Linked DNA regions of Macaca mulatta: region 2 is linked to region 1. The links are chromatin contacts, called in public Hi-C maps. All regions are on one chromosome and are shown on one strand. The core of a region is the stretch at or near the end of the contact, and the rest is flanking DNA. Distances in the headings are between cores, read along the strand shown.

What was found. Hi-C and Micro-C count contacts between places; a contact is called where the count stands out from the background.
Region 2: a Hi-C map of blood shows a contact between it and region 1, with 3 times the contacts expected there. The contact joins two enhancer-like sites. A contact is called at or near these places in 4 of 14 Hi-C or Micro-C datasets (blood, fetal cortex germinal zone, fetal cortical plate and 1 more).

Annotation. Positions count from the first base shown.
Region 1 is chr14:75,665,013-75,670,257 of T2T-MMU8v2.0, reverse strand. ARRB1 (arrestin beta 1) reads left to right here. Exons shown (of 15, transcript XR_013404161.1): 8 at 568-703; 9 at 1,867-1,951; 10 at 2,403-2,475. Among named protein-coding and RNA genes, the nearest start is that of TPBGL, 40 kb to the right of the region's middle. Within about 2 kb of position 3,912, at least 6 of the 40 cell types and tissues checked have an H3K27ac peak or open chromatin away from gene starts, as enhancers often do. A contact at or near this core is called in blood, where this site is marked.
Region 2 is chr14:75,951,576-75,957,044 of T2T-MMU8v2.0, reverse strand. No RefSeq gene overlaps it. Among named protein-coding and RNA genes, the nearest start is that of GDPD5, 9.7 kb to the right of the region's middle. Within about 2 kb of position 3,409, at least 6 of the 40 cell types and tissues checked have an H3K27ac peak or open chromatin away from gene starts, as enhancers often do. A contact at or near this core is called in blood, where this site is marked.

The DNA.
Region 1 (5,245 bases), core at 2,663-5,162:
CACACCTCCTCCCTGAACCCCGACGCCTCCCCAAACCCCATTTCTTCTTGGGACCCCTGTCCCCTCTGCGTAGTTTTACATAATAGATATCTGGCATGTGTTTATTATATGGCACGCACAGTTATAGGTGCTGAGAGTACAGTTGTGAACACCTTAGACACAAATTTCTGTCCTTAAAGAGCTTACACAGTGTCCTGTGTCACCAAAAGAGATGACAGAGGGACACTATTTGTGTAAGGTGACATAGGGAGGCGGGAAGTGACATTGTTACCTATTTGGTGACATAGGGAAGCAGGAGGTGAAAATGTAGTCCCTGTTTCAGCCTCCTGCTGGGTACCAGGACCCAAATGAAGTGCGGCCACGGGGCACTTCTGGGATAGAACAGGGGAGGATGGAATGGAGCCAGATAGTGACAGACCCCTATGCTGATCTCTGCAGTTTGGCTGGATTCTAAGGCGTTGAAGAGCCATGCCAGTCTCTTGAGCAGGAGAATGATGTGAGGCTTGCAAGGAGAGGGGATGAAGGCAGGTGACCCTGGTCCTCTTTCACTCCATCCATCCCCATTAGGAATTCTGTGCGTCTGGTCATCCGGAAGGTTCAATATGCCCCAGAGAGGCCTGGCCCCCAGCCCACAGCCGAGACCACCAGGCAGTTCCTCATGTCGGACAAGCCCTTGCACCTAGAGGCCTCCCTGGATAAGGAGGTAGGAGGCTTGAACTGGGCAGGGGGTGGGGGCTGCTCCACTAGGACCTGGGCCTCAGATCCCAGCTCTCTCCTGGCCTGCAGGGATGCCTCAGGTAGGAGCTTCTACCCCCAGCCCAAGGACCACAGGGCTCAGGGAATCTGAGACCTCTCCTGGGGGATTTGGAGAAGTCTCTTGGGCCTAAAGGAATGGCAGAGGGGGCGTGAACTTGAGGGATGTGATGGACTTCAGAAGGGAGGAGCAGACCCTCCCGAAGGTCCTGGACATCTCCCCCACACCTCCACCAGCTGCCTGCTTCAGGCCGAGTGCTGAAGGTCAACCAGCATTGCAGAGGGGGTACGGTGGGGGGCTGTGACCTCCCTGCCAAACCCTGAGCATCGGGGCGACAAGCCCTGCTGAAGGAAGGGCCTCCCCTCAAGCTCTGAATCAAACCCAGATGACTGATGCCTGCTGTGAGCTCGAGCTAGCCCCTCCTCAACGTGTGGGCACCCCCCCTCTCTTGGGGCATGGCTGAAGGGAAGTGCCTTGGGGCAAGATGCAGGTTGAGGCCTTTTTGTGGGGATTCAGAGCTGGCTCCCTCAGTGAGCTGGTCAGCCCCTCCTCACCTTTCCCTGCTTCTTCCAGATCCTTCCATGGACAGAATTTAGAGCTGGCAGGGACTTCAGATATCACCTAGTCCAACCCCTTCATTGCACAGAGGGAGACTCTGAGGCTTAACCTACCCACGGTCACACTGCTTTCATCATCGTCAGTGTTATTGTTGTTATTGTTGTCACGATTACTGGTGGCCAAGCCAGGGCTGGAGCCCAGGACTATCACCTTCCAATTCCATTATCTTTCAAGGGTCCCACCAGGGAACTGAAGGCTAATGTGCTTGGTGGCTTTCATGCCACCTTAGCAGCAGTGGGAAGTGGCTGATGAACTTGGGGCAAATGTCACAATGCCTTGGGGGATTCAGAGAAATCTCTTGGGCCTAAAGGAGTGGCAGAGGGGGCATGAACCTGAGGGATGTGATGGACTTCAGAAGGGAGCAGCAGACCCTTCTGAAGGTCTGCCCAAGGTCTGGGGAACCCCAGAAGATCGCGTGGGGGCTTTTCTCCCTCCCCTTTCCCTAGGACCTTGCTGTCCTCCCAGCCAACCCCATCCCTTCTTATGCCCCCCAGATCTATTACCATGGAGAACCCATCAGTGTCAACGTCCACGTCACCAACAACACCAACAAGACGGTGAAGAAGATCAAGATCTCAGGTACCCCAGGCAGAGGGTCAGCTTAGGGGACAGCAAGAGGCAGTCTTCCCAAGGGCTGGGAGTGGCCGAAGGATCTCCCCTTGTTAACAGCCTTGTATAAAAAATAGCCACTGAAGCCTGGGGCCTGCTCTGAGCCACAGGGCAAAGCTTTTGAGTCGGGTAAGGCAGGCTGCTTATTGGCCAGGTAATGAGCTTGCTCTTTAAGCCACCTCTTCAGTTTCTTGGGTTCTGGGCAAAGCTGTCCTTGAGGGGAAGGCTTTGGTTATGGAAGGAAAGGGATGTGTTTGGGGCTACCCTTTGGATGGAAGACAGGGGTGGTCTCATGCAGAAGTCCCCACTGGTGGCCTCTGGCCATTGCCTGGGGCTGAATATCCCCAACCCGGGACGCCTGTGAGACTCCATGGGAGCTGCATTCCTGACTCACTCCACCTCGATTCCTCTCCCTCCTTAGTGCGCCAGTATGCAGACATCTGCCTTTTCAACACAGCTCAGTACAAGTGCCCTGTTGCCATGGAAGAGGCTGAGTAAGTGGGCACAAGTCTGGCCTTGGGCGTGTGGGATTCGGTGGGAAAAAGAGAAGCTCTAGGTGTCCCGTTACAGGTCCAGGTGGCTCTTCTCCACCTGGCAGAGGGCTGGGCCTCAGACTTCCTTGCCATTCAGAGTAGATGATCCCGAAGAGCCTTTTAGAAACCATCCACCTGATTTATCTACAAGAAAATGCATGCTACAGTCAAGGAAGAGACCCACTAAAACTAGAACGACAAAACAAGAGCTAATGAATGTAAGGGGATTGGGGTTGTGGAGAGAAGATAATTACGTTGTACAAGAAACCTAGGTTGAAGGGAAATACTTTGTTCTTGAACTTTCTGGTAGCCAGGGCAAAGTGGGTAAGGCACTAGGTACACAGCTCTTGTTTGATAAAGGGGTAATCCAGCTCATTGGGTGAAAGAGGTTGTGTGGGGGAGTGTAGAGCATAATTACACACACACAATCCAGGTTTGAGGAGAACTACTATGGTTGAGCATGGACTGAACTTTGTCCCAAGCTTGTTGGCAGCTGAGGCAAGAGGAGAGATCTCAAGTGAAACATCTTTACTTGCCTAAAGGAAGTAAATGCTCCCATTCAAAGACACACACATTTTTTGTCCCCCCCTGGCCCTGCAAGTAATTTCTTGGAGCAATTACACCCGATATAATTTTACATGTATATGTGTATTTGTTTATATATAATTCCAATCAGTATTTCTTGCAACTTAAAACTTTTTTTTTTTTTTTTTTTGAGACGGAGTCTCACTCTGTCACCCAGGCTGGAGTGCAGTGGCCGGATTTCAGCTCACTGCAAGCTCCGCCTCCCGGGTTCCCGCCATTCTCCTGCCTCAGCCTCCCGAGTAGCTGGGACTACAGGCGCCCGCCACCTCGCCCGGCTAGTTTTTTTTTCGTATTTTTAGTAGAGACGGGGTTTCACCGTGTTAGCCAGGATGGTCTCGATCTCCTGATCTCGTGATCCGCCCGTCTCGGCCTCCCAAAGTGCTGGGATTACAGGCTTGAGCCACCGCGCCCGGCCAACTTAAAACATTTTTTAAATGTTACTACATGGCCTTTGAAATAGTTTTTAATGTCCTATAGGTGAACATGCTATGATTAGATCAAGCATTCTCTGGTTATTGGATATTTTTCATATCCACTGTTGATTTTTTCAAAAAAATCAGAGCTATGAGGCATAGATTCCTGATGGTAAAGTGAAATGATCTAGGACCAGAGTAACGTATAATCCCTAAAGAGTAGAAAATCGCAACCACTGCAGATGGTGCCAGCGTCTGCATAACGAATACCAGCAGGGATGGCTGGGGAGGCATTTGCATTCACAGACTTGTTTACTTCTCAGGAAGCACTGTGGGGCTGGGGTTGCTGCTGCCCCAGTGTGTAGAGGAGGAAGTGGCTCAGAGATGTGACTTGCAAGCTAGCAAGCAGCAAAGCTGGGGTTGGAACACAGCTCGTCCGACTCCAAGGCTTGTTCACTATCTGCTGCATGACAGCTCTCTCATTGGAAAGGGTGGAGGATAGAACAAAAGCAAGTAAAAATTGGACAGTCAAAACGCCCTATGTATGATGGATGTGATCAAGCAAGTAACGTTTTAATTGTTGAGCCTATATGATGGGTATATGGCTGCCCAAATAGCTTCATTTATGGTTTGTGTGTAGCTATAATTTTTTCTTTTTAAAATTTGTTTAGAGACAGGGCTGGTGCTTATGCCTATAATCCCAGCGCTTTGGGAGGCTGAAGAAGGCGGATCACTTGAGGTCAGGAGTTTGAGACCATCCTGGCCAACATGGCGAAACCCCATCTCTACTAAAAATACAAAAATTAGTTGGGCATGGTGGTGTGCGCCCGTAATGCCAACTACTTGAGAGGCTGAAGTAGGAGAATTGCTTGAACCTGGGAGGTGGAGGTTCCAGTGAGCCAGGATCACACCACTGTACTGTAGCGTGGGCGACAGAGCGAGACTCTGTCTCAAAAAATAAAATAAAAATTAAATAAAATAAAAAAATTAAATTAAATTAAATGTTTAGAGACAGAGTTTCACTCTGTTGCTCAGGCTGGAGTGCAGTGGTATGATCATGGCTCACTACAGCTAGCCTCGAACTCCTGGGCTCAAGTGATCGTCCTGCCTCAGCCTCCCAAGTAGCTAGGACTATAGGTGTCTGCCACCATATCGGGCTAATATTTAAAATTTTTTGTAGAGATGGGGTCTTGCTATGTTGTCCAGGCTGGTCTCAAACTCCTGGCCTCAAGCAATCCTCCTGTCAGCCTCTCAAGTTGCTGGGATTACAGGCATAAGCAACTGTGCCGGCTGTGGCTGTAATTTATTATTATTATTATTTTTGATATGGAGTCTTGGCTCACTGCAAGCTTCGCCTCCCGGGTTCATGCCATTCTCCTGCCTCAGTCTTCCAAGTAGCTGGGACTACAGATGCCCGCCACCACACCCGGCTAATTTTTTGTATTTTTAGTAGAGATGGGATTTCATCATGTTGGCCATGCTGGTCTCAAACTCCTGACCTCAGGTGATCCACCCACCTCAGCCTCCCAAAGTCCTGGGATTACAGGCGTGAGCCACCGTCCCCGGCCAGCTGTAATTTTTTAAATGAATACGCTTTTCAGCACTGTGCTGCTTGACTTGGACAATCTTTTAGAATATCCCAGATTCAGTGCTGTTTGTGCATAGAATGTAGATAGATGTGCCTCTTTTGAGTGGCAGTGGTTCTCCTTGCCTGAGCTGGGCTGGCCCAAGTG
Region 2 (5,469 bases), core at 2,160-4,659, 290 kb before region 1:
AAGGTGAAGAAACAATGCCGGCAGCATAGACAACCCCTTACAAAAATGCTTATCTAACTTCCCCAGTGGCCACGTGGCCTCAGGTTCTGCAGGGTCTGAGACAGGACCAGCTGCACATTTTACCCCAAAAGCTTGCTATATAAAGAATAGTTTGGCTAGGCGCGGTGGCTCACGCCTGTAATCCCAGCACTTTGGGAGGCCGAGGTGGGTGGATCATGAGGTCAGGAGTTTGAGACCATCCTGGCTAACAAGGTGAAACCCCATCTCTACAAAAAATACAAAAAATTAGCTGGGCGTGGTGGCGGGCACCTGTAGTCCCAGCTACTCAGGAGGCTGAAGCAGGAGAATTGCGTGAACCCGGGAGGCGGAGCTTGCAGTGAGCTGAGATTGCACCACTGCACTTCAGCCTGGGTGACAGAGCGAGACTCCGTCTCAACAACAACAACAACAACAACAAAAAGAATAGCTTGTGGTAGGGCCAGTGCAGGGATCCAGCATCTCACAGCTGCCAGAGACATCACTCTGTTTGTGCGTCCCTACTAAATGTTGCTTTCTGAGAAACTGGATTTGCCCCCCTCTTTCTTCGGCCTCTCAGTGTCCCGGCCTCTGGAGGTAGGTTTGCACAGGGCTGCTCACTGCAGAACAGACACAGTAAGTTTGAGAGGCCTGTGGATCATCAGAAGGAAGCAGGAAATGTGGGTCTGGGCCTTAGCGGGGAGGTCTGGGCTGGAGAAAGAGAGAAATTAAAGTTATGGCAGTAGAGGGTGGCACCCATGAGACCTAATGACTATTCACAATTTTTGATGTTTGTAGTTGAGGAAACTATGACCAAGTGTGGTGGGCTGTATTATTCCTCAGCTCTTCCTTCCACCACTGCCACGGTCCATAGTGGGAGGGTGCAGTGTATTTCCTTGCCCTACTGAGATTGGAAATGGGTTTGTGGCTTGCTTTGGCCAATGGAACATGGGCAAAAAGAGATAGTATAACTGTGCTGAGCCCAGGCCTTAAGAGGTGTCATGAGTTTCTGCTTGCAGTTCCTGAGTTTCTGCTGTCACCAGGAGAAAAGCATGCTCTGGGGAGCCACTGATCCCAGAATGAGACACACGTGGGGCAGCCCTGAACCCAAGAAGCAGCCGGAAGCAGAGCTTCCCCTGCCACTCCAGCCTGCCTGCAAGCATGTGACAAGAAAAAATGTATATATTATTTATTAGCCACCTAGATTTTTGAGTTGTTAGACAGCATTATCATTGCAGCTAACCAATACACCAAGGTAGGGGATGTAATCACAGAAGGTCACGTTAAGTCATAAGTAAGTGAACGTGTATTGCTTGGAAATACGTATGAAATAATGTTGAGTAAAATAAGGAAAGTCTACAATATTACAAACAAACCTCGTTACGACTATACAGAAGGCATGTGTGTGCACTGATCAGAGGGGAGGACACTGGGTAGACTGTCTGCAAGCAGCTCTCCGAGGGATCGCCTCTGCCCCTCCCTCCCTATGTCTGCAGATACAGGTAGCACGGACTTCCTTCTTGGCCCCTGTGAGGGTGGATGAGGACCATAGCCAACCTGGGCCAACCACCTTCTTCCTAGGAATTGGGAAGCAGGACAGAGATGGGAAGCTGTTTCTCTTGGGGTAGGTGAGCCATAATAATATTCATCTTGGCCAGACGCAGTGGCTCACATCTGTAATCCCGGCACTTTGGGAGGCCGGGGTGGGTGGATCACCTGAGGTCAGGAGTTCAAGACCGGCCTGGCCAACATGACGAAACCCCATCTCTACTAAAAATACAAAAATTAGCCAGGTGTGGTGGCGGGTGCCTATAATCCCAGCTACTCAGGAGGCTGAGGCAGGGAGAACTGCTTGAACCCAGGACGTGAAGGTTTCAGTGAATCGAGATCATGCCACTGCACTCCAGCATGGGAGACAGCAAGACTCCATCTTAAATAAATAAATAAATAAATAATATTCATCTTGGTCCTGTTTGATGACACTGTTTTGTTCTCATCTCAAGGTTGTTCATCCCTGTCCTTGGAACTTGGGAGACTCCCTCATATCCTTGCAGTCACTTCCGCTTTATGCTGAAACTCATTCAACTCAGGTTTCTACCACCAACCAAAGAGAACTGACTAAACAGAATCAGAAGAGAACCTGGTGTTGGGGGGCAGAGGTGCTGGGGGAAAGAAGAGAACCTGGGAGGAAGCAGTAGATGGCATTCTGAATTTATGAAATTTCCTTTGGTAAAGTTAACACAAATAAAGGGGTCTGTTTTTGTTACTAATGTGGCACCCCTCTCTCCCCCACTAAACTGAACCCTCCTCAAGGGCAGAGGGCAGGGTCTGATTGCATTTTGCATCTCTAGTGCCAGCTTCAGGTCTGGCATGGACTTGGCCCTCAGCACACTTTCCTGGAACTGAGTTATTCTAGGAAGCCAGGGTTCCTATCACCACCCCATGGTACTGGCTGGTTGGGGTATTGCTAAGTTTTGGCCCTGAACAGTGCCCATGGGTGCCTCTTAAGCACGTGATGAGACAGGTGTCTTCTCTCAACTCTCCTCTTCCTTCCCCCTCCCCTGCTGCTCCTGGAGATAAGGAGGCCCCTCTGTTCTGAGAGGGTGTCATAGGGCTATGTTTTGAAGGAAACTCTATCAACTTAACTGGTAGCTACTCTTCCCAGCAGCGGAGGGGCCCAGAAAAAAAGAGCACCAGCAGGGAGGGGACCCACCTGCATGGGTCCTTCAGTGGCCTCACTTTCAGGGGACAAAACCACCGTGTGAAAGTGTAAGAGCGTCTAGTACTTACAGACCCTGGAGGGCACACCAGAGGTCTCTCTGTCTCTGTCACACACACAGGAACACACACACACATACACACGCACACACAGGTCAGGGAGTACAGCCAGAAAGAGATGAGACTCATGGGCCACCGCCTATATTGGGTCGAGAGTGTCCAGTTTTCCCTCAGGGAGCTTTAACTGTTAGGTTTAAAGCAAGCAGGCACTAGTTCCAGTTGGTCACACTGTGACTGAGAGGTGGTCACTTCCAGTTTACAAGACCATGTCCGAATGGTCCATTTAAAGGAGGCAGCAGGAAAGCCAGGAACCAGCCTGCTAGGTGGGAGAGAAGCCTCTAAGTTTTATCACCAGCCACCAGCTGGAGCTATTCGGGTGGGGCATAGTATTGATTGGAAACTGTGTCAAGGGTGACTGAGCCCTGCTTCTGGTATGAGAACGTTAAATTTAAAAATGAATGCCGAGTACAGACCCTGCTAGGGAAGTCTGCAAGGTCAAAACTCTTTTCGTAATGAGACTAAGGCATCATTTGCCTTTTTTGCTGGGTTGACATTTCCCTGATTGTGCAAAAGCCTCGGCGGCGGCCTCCAGTGCGATGTACAGGAAGTCATCGCGTTTTTCACTGCCACGCCCTCGCAGGGAAACACTGCCAACATCGACCAGGAAAGTCTTTGACGCAGCAATAAAAATGATCCCATTCACAATATATTGGTCCTTGAATATACATCTTTTTAATATTCTGGGAAGCAACATAGAGCACTTCTGCCATATCCGATGCAGCACAATGGTTGTCTCCAGGAAAAGCATTTGCACTTGTTTGAACTGTGAGCTTAACTAGCCACTTTTTTTTATGGAACACCATTTTGACTTGAAAGACATACTGACAGATAAATTATGCTTATGCAGACTTGGGTCTCTGGCAGACATTTTCTCAAGAATGAATAAAATGAATCTGTCATTTCATGGCAAACTGACAGTATTTACTGCTAATGATGAAATCCAAGCTCTAGTGAAAATTAGAATTTTAGAAACCTTGTGTTCACCACTGTGACCTTGGCAGCTTCCCAATACTCAAAGACTTCTCTGATGAGATCGGTACTGATATTAACTAATGTGATTTTTAAAACATAGTATACTAATATCTGTCAATATTTGGAAGACCTGCATAACTTGGTGAACCATTTTTTTCCAAACAGCCAGTGCACTAAATTATAACAGCATGCTTGGACAAAAGATACATCCAAAATGCAAAAGAGTCTAATGTATTTTAATGTAACTGAACATAAAAATTTCTTTGATAGGATTTCAGATTATTTTTTTTTTTTGAGATGGAGTGCCGTGGTGGAATCTTGGCTTACTGCAACCTCTGCCTCCCGGGTTCAAGTGATTCTCCTGCCTCAACCGCCTGAACAGCTGGGACTACAGGCAGGCACCACCATGCCCAGCTAATTTTTGCATTTTTAGTAGAGATGGGGTTTCACCGTATTGACCAGGCTGGTCTCGAACTGCTGACCTCGTGATCTACCCACCCCGGCCTCCCAAAGTGCTGGGATTACAGGCATGAGACACTGCGCCCGGCAGGATTTCAGATTCTAATCACAACTAACCTTCAAAAAAAAAACAGCACTTGTCAAGTTTTGGCTATTATCAAAAAAGAATAGCCAGGCTCAGTAGTTCACACCTGTAATCCCAACACTTAGGGAAGCTGAGGCAGGAAGATTGCTTGAGGCCAGGAAAACACCAACCTGGGCAACATAGTGAGAGCCCATCTGTACCAAAAAAAGAAAAAAAAAAAGAAAAATTAGCTGAGTGTGGTGGTAAGTACCTCTAGTACCAGCTACTTGGGAGGCTGAGGTGAAAGGATCACTTGAGCCCAAGAGTTTGAGGTTACAGTGAGCTATGATCATGCTACTGCACTCCAGCCTGGGCGACGGAGCAAGATCCTGCCTCTACAAAATAAAAAAAAAGAATAGCCACAATTATTTGAAAGGGTTGTTAACATACCCCTTTTCCAACTATGTATTTGCATAAGCCTGTATTTTCTTCATAAACTTCACTTAAAACAACATATTGGCTGGGCGCGGTGGCTCACGCCTGTAATCCCAGCACTTTGGGAGGCCGAGGCGGGCGGATCACAAGGTCAGGAGATCGAGACCATCCTGGCTAACACGGTGAAACCCCGTCTCTACTAAAAATGCCAAAAATTAGCTGGGCGTGGCGGTGGGCGCCTGTAGTCCCAGCTACTTGGGAGGCTGAGGCAGGAGAATGGTGTGAACCCGGGAGGTGGAGCTTGCAGTGAGCCCAGATCGCACCACTGCACTCCAGCCTTGGTGATTGAGCGAGACTCCATCTCAAAAAAAAAACAAAAACAACCCCAACATATTGCATCAGATTAAATGCAGAAGTGTGTTTGAAAATCCAGCTGTCTTCTATCAAGACATTAAAGAAATTTGTAAGCATATAAAATAGTGCCAGTCTTCTCATTAATTTTTTATTTTGGTAAATATATTTTTTCTAAAAATGTTATTACACTACATTTATTATTTTAATTATATAATATGAACATTTTTAAAACACATCAATTTAAATTTATATTAATGTAAACACTAATAGGCATAAGACATACAAACAGATGTTCTTTGGGGTCCTCAATAACTTTTAGGCAAGAAAAGGGG